4 separate regions of the Mus musculus genome follow, and all the other regions are linked to region 1. Evidence: chromatin contacts called from public ChIA-PET and promoter capture Hi-C data. All regions are on one chromosome and are shown on one strand. Each heading gives the region's core, a stretch centred on a gene start, on an enhancer-like site or on the middle of the called end of the contact. The rest is flanking DNA. Distances are from core to core; before and after follow the strand shown.

Region 1 (3,446 bases), core at 690-3,189:
CCGTTAGTATCTCATCCTTCCAAAGCCGTCGGCTGAACTCAGGCTGTGGACATCAGGCCACTCTGCAACAAAGCCTGATTCCCATTGGCCCTTACAAGAAGGATGGAGTCACCCACAAGGTGCCACTACTCAGCATCTGCTATGTTTGAGATACTTATTGTTGACAGAGTACTACCAAATACTAAATACCTGTGCCATACTTCAGCTTGCAAAGGCCTTTGACATCCATGATCTCACAAAGCTCCTAGTGTCTCTTTCCACAGAATTAGTTACCCAAAGGCCAATGCAAACAACAGTAGCAAACACAAGGACTCCATCCCAGGTCTCCCGAACCAAGAACTTTGTTCATATCAACTATCACTGTCTCTCCTCTTAGCAACCTCTTAGGCTTCCACTATACCTCACAAAGCATTTTGGTTTTTTTTTTTTTTTTTTTTTTGAGACAGGGTTTCTCTGTGTTACCCTTGCTGTCCTGGAACTCACTTTTGTATAGACAAGGCTGGCCTCAAACTCAGAAATCCACCTGCCTCTACCTCCCGAGTGCTGGGATTAAAGGCGTGTGCCACCACACCCGGCACGAAGCATTTTCTTATTCTTAAACCCCTCTGGGCCTTTTAACATTTTACTATAGGTAACATGACAGGATTATCCTGCTCACTTTGCAGAGGATAAAAGGGATTGGAAAGGCAAAACAACTCTTCAAGTTCTCTCAGCTAGATTGGACCCTAAGCACAGCAGGCTCTTTGAACAGTTCACCACCTCGTACCAACAGTGTGATATTGCAGACGGGAGAGGAAACATTTGCCCAAGTCACAGGGCAGAGAGGAATTTAAAGGGACCTATCTGACACCAAGTCTTAACAGTTTCCACTTCATCATTACGGATGCCCTTTTGTCTATCCCTCTTCTTACTGTGGCTCCTGACAAGCTCAGCTGGGAGAAAGGAAGTCATTTTTCTAGAGGGTTTCAAGAAAGAGACATCATGTTTGCCCGGGACACAAGTCTGTTGACTGTAGTATCTGCCATGTGTGTTCAACCTCTAGCCACAAGCTGCGGAGCTGGCTACGAGGCTAAGCGCATAGGCAGCCAACACAACACTGTAAGGTTCTTTAAAACCCTATGAGATTTTGCTTGTTTGTATCTCGAACGCGCAGTTCCTGAGCGTGAACTTTGTAGATCACTACTTTGCTTCCTAGACTCTATCTCCTTCCCTGTTCTCGTCGTTCCGTTTTACAGATGGGCACCGGGGTCGCGCGGGGAGCGCACACTGAAATCCCTTCTTAAAAAAAAAAAGTGTCCACAAAATGAGAACTTGGCCCAGCCGGATTTAGAGCTCGGCGGTGCCCCACCACAAAACCCCACTCCTTTCCGCTAAGCTTACCTCCGCGTCGAACATCTGGTCCAGGGACGGGCTGCTGCGCACCAGCGCGTCCACCAGCGCCAGCCACAGGCCCAGAGAGCCATAGTAGACGGTCTGCATGAGTACGATCTGCGACAGGATTAGCAACGGGTCCCACACGTAGCTGCGGAACTGGCCCGCCATGCCGGCCCGCGGGGCTCGGCAGCCGCCCGCGCCTGTCAGTGCCACCACGCCATCGTCCCGCGGCCGCCGGGATACCTGCGGGAAGACACAGGGAGCTGCAGCCGGCGGGCCGGCCGTCGCCTTGGTAACGGCGCGGGAGGGAGGGAGGAGGGCCTGGGACCCGGGAGCAAGCCCATTCCCGGGTGGGAGAGGCGGGGCGGGCGGACCCACCCGTTCCGACCGCCGGGCTCCTCCCGGGTTCACTCACCCGCGACCGGCTCGAGGGTCGAAGCGTCGGAGCGCGACCGGACCTCGGCACTGGCCTCCTGACACAGCGCTGACAGACAGGACCATGGAGCGGAGGACCCGCCGGCCTAGAGAGGCCGAATAGCTGCGGCCCACGGCTTCCTGGGAAGGGAGAGCTTCCGGGGACGGCAACCGAGGGGCATTGCGCAGACGCAGTGGATGAACCCTACACGCCATCCAAAGGGGCCCTTGCGAGCAGCCCGGAAATAAACTCTGCACATGCGTAAGATGAAGGATGAAGGCAAACGGAAATGAGGCACAAAACCGTGGGTCTTGCGCGCCCTCTAGAGGGAGATTTTTAAAATCCAGCAGGTCCATTCCTAGGAGGGAAAGGGGTGGAAGGTCTAGACTTTAAAAATAAAATAAATAAAATAAATAAAAAATAAAAAATAAAATAAAATAGCATTCACTGAGGAATGGTGAGATGGTTAGAGGGCTAGATGCTTGCTGCCAAGACTGACGACCATTTTATATCTTGAACTCACATGTTGGAAGAAAAGAACTGACTGCCTCCTGTAAGCTATCATCTGACTATCACACTCATAGAAATACAATGATAACAATATAAAAAAATTTTTTTTTGTTTTTTTTCGAGACAGGGTTTCTCTGTGTAGATCTGGCTGTCCTGGAACTCACTCTGTAGACCAGGCTGGCCTCGAACTCAGAAATCCGCCTGCCTCTGCCTCCCAAGTTCTGGGATTAAAGGCATGCGCCACCACACCCGGCAACAATTTAAATTTAACAAAAGGGAACTTTTCTTTTTTTTTTTTTTTAAAGACAGAGTCTCGTGGGACCCCGACTTAGAGCGTTTCTCCCTGGAAGGTAAAGCCCCTGGACGTTCCCCAAGCTTGTTTCCCCCGATCTCTAAAATACAGCCAGAAAGAAGCTCTTTGTTCTCTATAGCCAGCAAAAAGCCTTTTTGTTTCTATACTTTACAACCAGAGATGCCTGCCTTCCTGTGCCGAGGACATGGAGATAAAAATTCAGAAAGAACTCACTCCCCACTCCTGCCTTGTAAATTTCACCAAGGACACCCGGAAGAGAAGAACTCTCCTCCCAACTCCTCCCAATTCCCCAGCTAGCTGTTAAAAGCCCCCTACTGTCACCGCTCAGGGTCAACTCCCAGCCCCTGCACAGCAGAGGGACTTCATCCTCAGCTACCTAATAATAAAACCTCTTGCAGTTTGCATCAGGTGTGGTTTTCTCTCGGGTCACTGGGGTGCTGGCCAACTCATCCTGGGACTTGAGCAGAGGCCCAGCTTCAGGGGTCTTACAGTCTCACTATGTAGCCCTGGATGGTCTGAAACTTGCTATATTCCAGACCCACATGGAATTCCCAAGGACTCCCAAGGAAATAATACATTTTAAAAAATGACTATTTTCATTTTAGATTCTCAGTGTTTTCTTTCTTTAGTACAGAGTTTTCAGGCTCTTTTTTTTTTTTCTTTTGGCCTCTGCTCCCATTATACACATGTTTAAACTAAAGGTCAGAGAAGAGGGGCAACATACTGTCTTTTGTTTTTGTTCTTGTTTTTGGAGACAGGGTTTCTCTGTGTAGCCCTGGCTGTCCTGGAACTCACTCTGTAGACCAGGCTGGCCGCAAACTCAGAAATCCACCT
Region 2 (3,446 bases), core at 477-2,976, 360 kb before region 1:
TAAAAAGGGCAGGAAGTCACATGCAGTGGTGTACCTTTGTGATCTAAGCTACCTAAAATGCTGAGACAGAAGCGTCACCAGGCGTCACTGGATCAGCTCAAGACCAGCACAGGCAATTTAGAGAGAACCTGTCTTAAAAAAACAAAAAACAAAAACAAAACCCCTAACAACCACCACACACTCATGCATGCAAAAATCCCGAACCAACCAAACAAAAGAACTAGGGAATTGGGTGTGGCACCAACACCTGTAATCCCAGCACCTGGGAGGTGGAGGCAGCAGGGTCAGTTCAAGGTCATTCTAGACAATAGGAGATCATAATAGCTCACTGGCAGTATAGAGGATTGAAAACACATGGCCAATCCTAGCACTTGGGAGGCAGAAGCAGGCTGATCTCTGTGAGTTCTAGGCGAGCCAGGGCTGTTACACAGAGTACCCCTCTGTCTCAAAAAACAAAACAAAAAAACCCATATGGCATGTGGACCTTCTTTTTCTACAGAAGGATTCTGCTGTGTAGCTCTGACTTGTCCACAGCAATCCTCTCACCTCAGCTTCCAAGTGCTGCAAATAAGGCATGTGTCAACATTTAATTCTTTTTTAAAAATCATTCTAAATATTTGCATGGCCTTTCTGTTCACAAATTCTTATAATTCTTACCAACTTTTTCTTTGGTCCTGGTATATACCAGGAAAAAAAAACTGCTCAAAATTTGCTGTGAAATATTGAGCAAGCCAATTGCCTTCTCTGAAACTTGATTCCTTTCACTTTATTTATTTTTTTCTTTTGGCTTTTTTCGAGACGGTTTCTCTGTATAGCCCTGGCTGTCCAGGAACTCACTCTGTGGACCTCGAACTCTAAAATCTGCCTGCCTCTGCCTCCCAAGTGCTGGGATTAGAGGCATGCGCCACCACTGGCCGGCAATTCCTTTCACTTTAAGGGGGCTAGCATGTGTGTAACCTCTCCTGCGCCTACACATATCCTGATTGGATGTAATGCTTTATGCAAATGTTTCCCATTTGGCTCCATTCACTGTCCCCATTTCGCCGATGAAAGACTCAGGTTCAAAGACACATGAAAGACTGAGGTAGAAAGCATAGGCTATCTGTCCATCATTACAACAGCTGGAAGCCGAGCTTTGGCTCCAGATCCTGATGGCATCCTATAGAGTCCCAAATTATGGATCAGGAAGGGAAGGCGGCCTCTGACCTCACCTGAACACCGGTGGGGGACGCGGAAGGCTGAGGTTCGTGTTCAAGCCCAGCGGAGCCGAAATCCACCTTCCACTGGTGGAAGCTGAATGCACTAGTCGCTGAGACCCGGCTTCACGCCTCCACGGCCGAGACCATTCGCGCACCGGCAGACGCGGCAGCCATTCCTCCCACTGGGCCCGCCTCCGACTGACTGACGTCCAGCCTCGCCAATCACCACGCCAGCTTCACAATGACTCAGACCAAAGGAGCTCGCTGTGGAACTTGGGAGTTACGGACCAATCCTGGACTGGCAGCTCCTGGACGGGGCTGTTGCCAGGGTTACAGAGGCTCGGCCAGAAATCACCAATGAGAGCTTGTGGAAGGATGTTCAAGCCCGGAACAGGCCGCCCGAGGGCGAAGCCTCCCTTCGGTCTAGGGGGCTGGAAAGGCGGCACCTTTTAAAGGCCAAAATAAAAATAAAAAAGAGCAGTGTTTTATACGGACAACATTTAGTTTGTCGGCTATCGAGCTGTCAAGCTCCGTAGATACAGAATGGTGGAAAAAGGTGCAAATGTAATCCTGCATTCTTTGCCTTGTGGAGAAACTGAGGCTTGTAATTCCGGTTATTCAGGGTCTGAGATAGGATCAAGAATTTGAAGCTAACTCAGGCAACCTAGTAGGACCAAGTCTTAAACAGCTGGGTGTGGTGTCACACGTATTTAATCCTAGCACTGGGGAAGCAGAAGCCAGCCTGGTCTACATCAAGTTCCAGGCTAGGCTTCTCTCGAAAATAAAATTAAAAAGTTTAAATTAGGAATTTGCCCACAGCGTCCCAGCAAGTGGCTTGCAGTAAAATCTAGGATTTAGGTCGGTCTTTCCTCCTGGTCCCTGACAGGACAGAATGAACAAGACAAGCTACCATCTGTGTTGTAGGATAGGTTGGTAGGAAGAGGGCAGAGTATGGGGGTGCATTACTAACCCTCTGAATGTCAAGTACCCCATTAGACAACATTCATGGTTCCTTTAAAATGACAACGTTTTGAGGCCGCTAGTCTGGGCTACATGAGGCCCCGTCTCAAAAAACACAAACGTGAAACAAAACAAAAACCGACTTTATTAGTGTGAATAAAAATACGTAACAGGTATTTTCTAAAGAGCAGCAACAGTTGACAATCAAGGGCTACCCTCCTCCCCCTCTGTCTCTGGACACAAAGCTCCTTTCCGGGCCCATTGTGTTTATCCTAACCTGGGCAAGGGTTCGTCTGTGTAGGCTGGGAAGAAAGGAGCATGCCCTTTCATATGGAATAACTTTGGCTTTGAACAATGAACAAGGTGTCTACAGAACGCCAAAGGTAGGGCTGAAATGAGGCAGGGTCAAAGGATTGTCACAGTGGAGTCCCTCTCCCCCGAGTTTTAAGATCTTCTTAGCCCTTACCTAGGAAGACACTGATAAAAATACTGACCTACAGTCTGACCCACCACTTTGAACTGTCCCAAGGTGGTTCTGAGATGGGTTCACTAGTACAAACACTTCAATCATGAACCATGGCTTCAGCAAGAGGGGGGCTGTCTGCTTCCTCTAGCTTTCCCCAGAGGAAAGGGAGGCAGCCCACGTCTCTGAAGTCAACTGGCTGCTGACTGGACTCAGGCAGCTGATAGGGGTCTGCCCAGATGTCCACAATCTTGCGCAGGGTGGAGCAGCGCTCCTCCAGCTCTGGCCCCTCGGTCTGCATCAGCAGGTTTGCCAGCTCCCTGCTTAGGTCCCGAATCATGTGGTTCTGACCTTGCTTTTCAGGCTGATCTGTGTTTGGGATGATTCCACGGTCTTGCAGCTCCCCATTGGGGTCAAGGAGGTGCTGGTATTTCTTCTGCCACCGGCAGCACACCATGGCTTCCCCTACTGGCTGCTGGCTGGTATGCAACAGAGCCAAAATGTGGCGGCATGGCAGATGGTAGCACTGTTGAAAGGAGCAGCTGCAGCTACAGCCATCTTTGCTCACCTGGTGTGAGTTCTCTAGCAGCTGAACAGCCACTGAGGAGCCGGCCTCGTCTACCAGGTGGGTGGAATTCTGTACCACCTCCCACTCATTATGACACAACTTGTAGGCTAGTTCAGAGCCACTCTGGTGCAAGATGTCTAGCATGCCAGCCTTGGAGGACTGATCCTGGGGCTGTGGCAACTGAGACTGTGCTGAGTCTGCCTTTGTCTCTTCTACCTCTTCCACAGGGAGCCTGGTGTCACCCCCACCACAAATT
Region 3 (3,446 bases), core at 446-2,945, 350 kb after region 1:
ACACACACACACACATGCATACATACATACACACACACAAGTTAAGGACAATCCTTCCACTTGTGAAATATTATGTAATTTTCTGCTGCTGCTAAGGATCAAAAGCAAAGCCCTGTGCATACCAGGCAAGTATTCTCCCACTGAACTCTAGCCTTATATAACTTTCTTTTTATGTAACTTTTATATATACATTTATATAACTTTTATATAACACACACACATACACCCATAGCCTTATATAACTAATTTCTATTTCTTTTCATTTGTATTTATTTGTTTATTTACTTATTTGAGTCAGGGTCTCACTTTGCAAATCTGGCTGGCCTGGAATTTACTACGTAGACTAGGCTGGCCGCAAACTCAGAGATCCCCCTGCCTCTGTCTTTCAAGAGCTTGGATTAAAGGCATGTAGCTTCATACCTGGCCCATAAATAATTTTAAAATATTATTTACAAATGACTTTTATGGGATATAATACCATATTACAGCATGAGCTGAGCTCTGTAAACTCCTATACACAGGAGAAAAGTATTCCAAACCGCTAAGTGACTCCTCAGACATTCGTGTTCTTTCTCTATCACCCATGTCAGGCAATCCCAGGTCTGCCACTGCAAGGTACTACCACTGCTATGCTGCAGCTTCCTTCTCACAGGGGATTTCACACAAGGAAGACACGACGCACTATTGTTTTGTGTGTTCTACAGAAAATACAAGGTGCTTCTGAGGTTTGCTTTGTTAGTTTTCAAGCTTCACTATTACTGCATACCGAAGTACTACAAGAACTATAATAATAAAACAAGCTTGTAAAACTGTGACACGGGACTTGCTAAGGAGACAAGAAGTCATGCTCTGTGCTTAGTTCCCTCGTCTGGGAAGTCAAGAGGAAGGACAGGCCATGAAACAGCTGCATAGCAACCCTCACCTGATCCTACCCGTGAGCACGGAGCATCAGACCCTCACCTGATCCTACCCGTGAGCACGGAGTATCAGAACCCAGTGTCAATCAGCCTGGAGCCTGCTGAGCAGGCACAGAACACAGTAACTATACAAAACACCCTAGGTTCCCCGGGCAGCTGAGCAGACCAGAAAACCTAGCAAGTTCAAACTACCACATAGCTGTTTGGGAAAAGATTACAGTGGATATGTACCTCACACCCAAAACAAAGAATTTCCAAACTGATAAACAGCAACTGCAAAAACGGAAACTGTAAATTCTAGAGGAAAATGTGAGAATACACTTAAAGCCCAGTTCTGGGGAAGGCTTTCCAATGGTGACAGACATACAGACAGGAAGGGAAGAAGGGAAGGAGGGAGGGACGGATGGACGGACGGATAGATGGAGAGAAGCTACTTCACGTGTGTGAAAGAGCAGCACAGATTTTAAAATTATTAAATAGTATAAGACACATACTTTATAAGCCAAACTAAAAAATAAATTCTGAGAAGTGTTTGCAACAAATACCATAAAATGTTTTAAAGAACTTCATTTTAAAGATTGTAAGAATACTTTGTGAATCTGGGGAACAGTGAGATAAATATTGGTAGCACGCACAAAACTACCCAACGGTTCTTAAAAAGGTAAAGAGAAAGGCTTCCATTCAGTTAGAAGAGAAACTTAAATTAAAGCCATATGCGGTACCTACCATTGCTTAACACTTTAACTGGCAAAACTTCAGTCCCAATCATGCACCCTGGGTAAGGTGGTGGGGCCAGCCACTCCCACTGTGGCTGAATCAACTGTACAGTGTGCAACGGCTGTCAGCGGGACTGGCGGAGTAAGTATGAAACCATGGGCCTGAAGCACAAATGAACAGTCTGTAGTGCGGAGTCTCAACGAGAGCTCTGAACGTGAACTGTGTTTTTAAAAAAGATCCTGCCAAGCAGTTTTGATTCGAGGACACCAAAGCCACAGCACCTTAACACCAATGAGCGTTCCCAGAGCAGATCTAATGTGTGAAAAGAAAACAAACAAACAAACCTCCTCTACTGAAAAAAGGGCAACAGCAAAGTCTAGGACTAAGGAAAAGAACGATGAGTGAGCCTCCATCTCTTTAGGCAGGGGAGTAGAGGCCAATGCACCCCACAGCCTTATCAGAGAGGTTTCCTCTTGCAGTAGATGGTGATTAACCCAGACTGGACAAGCACCTTCCAACAGAACAGGGCTGATGGACAGATGAACTCGCATAGGCTATTACAGCACACACATGGCCTCACGGCTTCAAACCACACAAAACACCAGCACAACGTCTCACCGATAACCTAGATGCCATGGCAACTGATAGTTGCTATGAAAGGGAAAAATCTGTTTCCTTCAGTGGAGTGACACTGGCTCTACCAATTACTCTCTAGGCAGCTTGCTGCTTACACAATATGTAGTTGGCCAACACCAAATGGACTCCATGATTGACTGGTGTGTGTGTGTGTCGTCTGTCTGTGGCATGTCACACCTGCAGGTTTTTAAGAACTTTAACCAATAAACGTGCCAAAGTGGACAGGTGTTCAACTAGAAGGCCTCAACCCTACACAGAGAGCTATAGACGGCAACTCAGGGATCCTAAGAGGGGAGAAACAGTCTCCTCAGGGAAGAGTACAACTGGCTATGCAGTATCAAAGGGTCATCCCTGCGGCACACAGACGAGTGGCATTATATAGGCGGAGCAGGTTGTATATTTAGGAACATATATGTTTAATGGCAATTCATGAGAAAAGAGACCATGAAACTGAAGGGAGCATGGAGGGCTTATGGGAGGGCTTGGAGGGAGGAAAGGAAAAGGAGGAATGTAATAATATTATAATCTTGAAAATAAAAGAACAAAAGAACATTAAGTTGGGGAAGGAGGAAGAATATGCTCAAAATATTATCTATAAAAATTTAAAAAAATAAAAGATTGACAAGAGCTATAGAAAGGATAGCCCTGTGCTGGAGAAGGGCTTAGCTAGCTGGGAGCAAACACTTGGCTCTGCAGCCTCTCTGTGGCCCTAGAGTTGGCGGTCTCCTTGCACAGCAAAGAAACCAGGAGGTCCCCACTAAAGCAATGGCTCCAGCATTCCTGCAGCAGCAGAAAGAACACAGCAGGCGAGACCCTCCCCACCTCAGCCACCAGGCCAGCCAGCCTCCAACCTTCCTCCAAGGCCTCCGCATCTCCCCACCTCAGCAGCAGCAGAGCACCCGTGAGAACCCAGCGTCCACGCTGCTCCCTTGTCCCTCAAGACTCCTTGCAAGGCCTCAGGGGACCCAATTCTCCCACAAGGACAGAAGCAGCCAGATGGGACTTTGCTCAGTAGCCCATGCAAGCCACAACTCCAGCAACATCTGAAGCCAATGCCTGGAGACCCCAAAATAAGCTCCTCCACTGAATGTCTAAGCCTGCTCGTGGCTCCCCCCAGTGTGTGGACACTGGTGTGGGATTCTCTGAGAAGCAACCAACAGGAATGGTTTGATGTCT
Region 4 (3,446 bases), core at 523-3,022, 340 kb before region 1:
TTCCCCACGAGCTATCAGTCCAGCCCCCCATTTGTTATTTTCATCCATATTAGTTTCTAAGTCCAAGTAACTCCTTAGGGACACTTATTCATCTTTATGTGTACCCAAGAGTGACCCTGGACTTCAGAATGGAGCCAGAACACAGCCAGGCTCTATAGTCTGGAAAGTACTGTCCAAAGAGCTCAATCCCTGACTCAAACTTTGGTATATTTTGACACTCAGTTGGCCTATATGTTGTAATTAAAACTTGAATTGACTTTCAAATTGATTCATATGATTAGATTTCACAGCAAAAGACTGGGCACACAAACCTTCCTTTTTACGAAGGGGCGGGGCTGCTTCCCATTTCTCTCTGTCTCTCCCTCCCGCCCCCCAACTCCCCACTTTGGTTTTTCAAGACAGGTTTTCTCTGTGTAGCCCTGACTGTCCTGGAAGCTGCTCTGTAGACCAGACTGGCGTCGAACTCACAGAGATCTGCCTGCCTCTGCCTCCTGAGTGCTGGGATTAAAGGCTTCCACCACCAACCCCCTTTCCCTGTATTTTTTTTTTTAAACCAAACTGATTTGTCTCAAACTCATGACCCGCCGGCCTCAACCTTTTCGCATTGGGCTTCTAAACCTGCACCCTTATTCTTTCTTTCAAAGAAAAACTAAAAGCTAAATTTATAGTAGGCTGTTTCACCTGAACCCTAAAAGCCCTGGCGTTTTCATCAGCTTTTAGCCCCTAAAGTCAAATGAGTCAGGGAGCTACCACCAATAATTCTGACACACAGCCCTGCAGAGTAAGAAAGGCACTCAGGGAGCACCACCTTGGATAAGGAAGGTGTTTGAAAACGGCTGTATCTGGAGCTCAAGAATCATTTACAAAATCAATCACCGAAAAGAACCAACCAACCAACCAATGAGCACCATTACTGCTTTGTAAAGAGGAGGCTAATGGAGGAAATTATTACTAAGGCGTTTCAATTCACTCCTCAACCAGCCTTGCGCTTGAGATAGATTCTCTCAACAAACAAATAAAACGGAAAAACAACAAGATGCAGTTACTGCGAATTCCCAGGAAAGCTCGTGAATGAAGGAGTGGGAGCAAGCGCGGCGGGTAGCAAAGGCCACGCCGGTGAGGTTTCCCTCGTTTTTCCGCAGGCACGGGGAACGTGGCTCCTCCATGCACGCCCTCCTCCTCCAGGCAGCCCTCCTCCCCACCCTCCTGCCCCGCCCTTACAGGATATCCTCGCGGAAAGAGGTGCCGTTGTTGAGGTTATGGAAGCGGACGGAGATGCAGTCCCTGACAATGAAGGAGCACCTGGTCTCCTTTTTGTAGGCGCTGAAACACTCCTTGAAGTCCTCGTAGGTCTTAAAGCAGCTGCCTAGCTCCATGGCCGGGGACTGGCCCTCCTAGAACCTAGAACCACGGCAGGGGTCAGAGGTCACTGGGTAACGGCTGGCACGGGCCCAGCTGCGGTCCCGAGTGAGTGGCTTACAGGGCGCTTGGGAGGAGCCCAGAACAGGAGGAGACCGGTAACAGCAACCTAGGGGCGACTTTGCTCAGTGACAGAAGAGGAAAGACGCTCATCCCTTATTATTCATCTCCAAGGCTCCGCCCCCTCGCTGATTCACCCAATCACACGCGGATGTCCAAAACTGACACAAATATCCTCCAATCTTAAGATAGAGCTAGCCGCGCCCACTCTGAAATTGACAAGCACATCGACCAATCACAATCTGCGTCTCGCTCCCCGGAGCCCTTGGGATTTCCGGCCCCTGGAGCGACCTTCCGGAAGCGCTGGGAGCCTATATAAGTTTCCGCGTTTCTCTCAACCGCAGCCAGCAGTGAAAATGTCAGCGCCAGAGGGTCTGGGAGATGCTCATGGCGACGCCGACCGCGGCGACCTTTCCGGGGACCTCCGTAGTGTGCTGGTCACGAGCGTGCTCAACCTCGAGCCGCTAGATGAAGATCTCTACAGGTAGCCGGTAGCGCCTCTGAACTAGGCTCGCACCCCTCTTTCAGTATAGAGTCGCGATTACTGCCATCTCCCTGTGAACCTCAGTTCTGGGGTTAAGAGTTGGATGCAAGCTCTGCTGCAGTTAGAAGGCATGTCCCTGGCATCCATCCTTGCTTCCTCTTCAGGAGGCGATCTGGGGGGTGGGGGGGGAAGGTGTGTGTGTGTGTGTGTGTGTGTGTGAGAGAGAGAGAGAGAGAGAGAGGGAGAGAGGGAGAGAGGGAGAGAGGGAGAGAGGGGACAGAGACTCCGCTACCCCACAAGGCAGCTTAATCTGGTAGACTGAGTGTGCGTGTGTGTTCGTTTGTTCAAGCCATCCCTTAATGTCTGGTAAGTCATTACTTATCTTTCACTGAAGTGGGTTTGTAACAATTTTTTTGTTTTGTTTAGAGACAAGATGTCACTAAATATAGTCCTGGATGACCTGGAATTCACTATATATATATGAATGGAGAGGGAGAGAATGAGAGAGAGAGTATATATATATACACAGCAAGTTGGCTTGGAACCCACAGGGATCCACCTTCATTTGTCTCTTAAGCGCTGGCAGGAGTTCACCACCAGGTCTAGCTGGTTGTCTTGTTTTGTTTTGAGACAGGCTTTCTGTATAGCCCTCCCTGGCTAACCTGGAACTCTGTGTAGACCTGGCTGGCCTTGAGCTCACAGAGGCCAGTGTATCTCTGCCTCCCAAATCCTGGGCTCAAAGGTGTGTACCACCATGCCTGTTCAGTGACAGTTCTGACCCATGCAGCCCTTACGACTTTATCAGAAGCTATCGTTCTTCCAGCTAGGTAATTACTGTCTTGGGCCAGGAGCGCTTTTCAAATTGTTCTGTAAAGAAAAAACTGACAATCTCAGGGTTGAGTGCTAGGACTCAGGGTTCAGGCTCCAGCACTGGGCAAGCCCTTTCACCTAGATTAATCTGCAGGTAGCCGGCAGCGCCTCTGATTTCGGCTAGATTAATCTGCATTCAGTTTCACAACCTCAGACTGTTTTTTTTTTTTTTTTTTTTTTTTTTTTTTTAAGGGAGTTATATGGGAAGTCTTGAAGTCCTTTTAGCTCTGAAACTAGTTCCTGGAAGAGCTGCCTTGTCATGGTTAAGGAGTGCCAGCAGCAAGCCTTCATCCACACAACCCAGTCCCAGATCTGTTTTTTTTGGAGTTCCTCATGTCTGTTCAAGGCCTCAACAAACTTCTGGCCTCTCCCTTTCCCTGGTTTGGGGCGGGGAAGCTGTGGACTTGAGACCTCCCAGGGTTGGTAAGGGTTGAACTGTGTGGACATGCTTCCTGTACTCTTGCTGTAAACGAGGGAGCTCGCGCTTATGTTCTGTTTGAAGTCCACAGAAAGCTTGGGTAGATGCGTGGACGAAAGATTTGTGCGGTGATGTAAGAGATTCGAGAGCAGACTCGTTGGCCTCCCTCGGGTTCTGAAAAAGGACCCAAGTAAC

Evidence for each region. Promoter capture Hi-C pulls out the DNA fragments that hold promoters and counts their contacts. ChIA-PET counts read pairs in DNA pulled down with a chosen protein or histone mark.
Region 2: a contact with region 1 is called in a promoter capture Hi-C map of erythroid cells, with 11 times the contacts expected there. The contact joins the promoter of Zswim1 here to the promoter of Sys1 in region 1. A contact is called at or near these places in 2 of 39 promoter capture datasets (3T3-L1-derived adipocytes and erythroid cells).
Region 3: a promoter capture Hi-C map of the 3T3-L1 cell line shows a contact between it and region 1, with 4 times the contacts expected there. The contact joins the enhancer-like site here to the promoter of Sys1 in region 1. A contact is called at or near these places in 9 of 39 promoter capture datasets (the 3T3-L1 cell line, the C10 cell line, cranial neural crest and 5 more), 2 of 15 datasets of contacts at CTCF or cohesin (both in the NIH/3T3 cell line), 3 of 484 Hi-C or Micro-C datasets (cortical neurons, forebrain and palatal mesenchyme), 11 of 115 datasets of contacts at active chromatin or transcription factors (astrocytes, bone marrow-derived macrophages, craniofacial prominence and 8 more) and 1 of 9 other capture datasets (liver).
Region 4: an RNA polymerase II ChIA-PET map of memory CD8 T cells shows a contact between it and region 1, with 21 read pairs. The contact joins the promoter of Acot8 here to the promoter of Sys1 in region 1. A contact is called at or near these places in 13 of 39 promoter capture datasets (the 3T3-L1 cell line, 3T3-L1-derived adipocytes, the C10 cell line and 9 more), 1 of 15 datasets of contacts at CTCF or cohesin (large pre-B cells), 2 of 484 Hi-C or Micro-C datasets (the HPC-7 cell line and pro-B cells), 4 of 115 datasets of contacts at active chromatin or transcription factors (bone marrow-derived macrophages, embryonic stem cells, extraembryonic endoderm stem cells and 1 more) and 2 of 9 other capture datasets (adipose tissue and pancreatic islet).

What each region holds. Positions count from the first base shown.
Region 1 is chr2:164,459,464-164,462,909 of GRCm38.p6, reverse strand. Sys1 (SYS1 Golgi-localized integral membrane protein homolog (S. cerevisiae)) reads right to left here and starts at 1,939. Exons shown (of 4, transcript NM_025575.3): 1 at 1,790-1,939; 2 at 1,381-1,617. The coding sequence starts at 1,542.
Region 2 is chr2:164,820,966-164,824,411 of GRCm38.p6, reverse strand. Zswim1 (zinc finger SWIM-type containing 1) reads right to left here and starts at 1,726. Exons shown (of 2, transcript NM_028028.2): 1 at 1,212-1,726. Zswim3 (zinc finger SWIM-type containing 3) reads right to left here. Exons shown (of 2, transcript NM_178375.2): 2 at 2,285-3,446. The coding sequence ends at 2,723.
Region 3 is chr2:164,114,005-164,117,450 of GRCm38.p6, reverse strand. The region is part of intron 9 of Stk4 (serine/threonine kinase 4); the gene reads right to left. Among named protein-coding and RNA genes, the nearest start is that of Stk4, 42 kb to the right of the region's middle. Within about 2 kb of position 1,695, at least 16 of the 459 cell types and tissues checked have an H3K27ac peak or open chromatin away from gene starts, as enhancers often do. A contact at or near this core is called in embryonic limb bud, where this site is marked.
Region 4 is chr2:164,803,207-164,806,652 of GRCm38.p6, reverse strand. Acot8 (acyl-CoA thioesterase 8) reads left to right here and starts at 1,772. Exons shown (of 6, transcript NM_133240.2): 1 at 1,772-1,963. The coding sequence starts at 1,836. It overlaps Zswim3 (zinc finger SWIM-type containing 3), which reads right to left and starts at 1,539. Exons shown (of 2, transcript NM_178375.2): 1 at 1,222-1,539. The coding sequence starts at 1,376.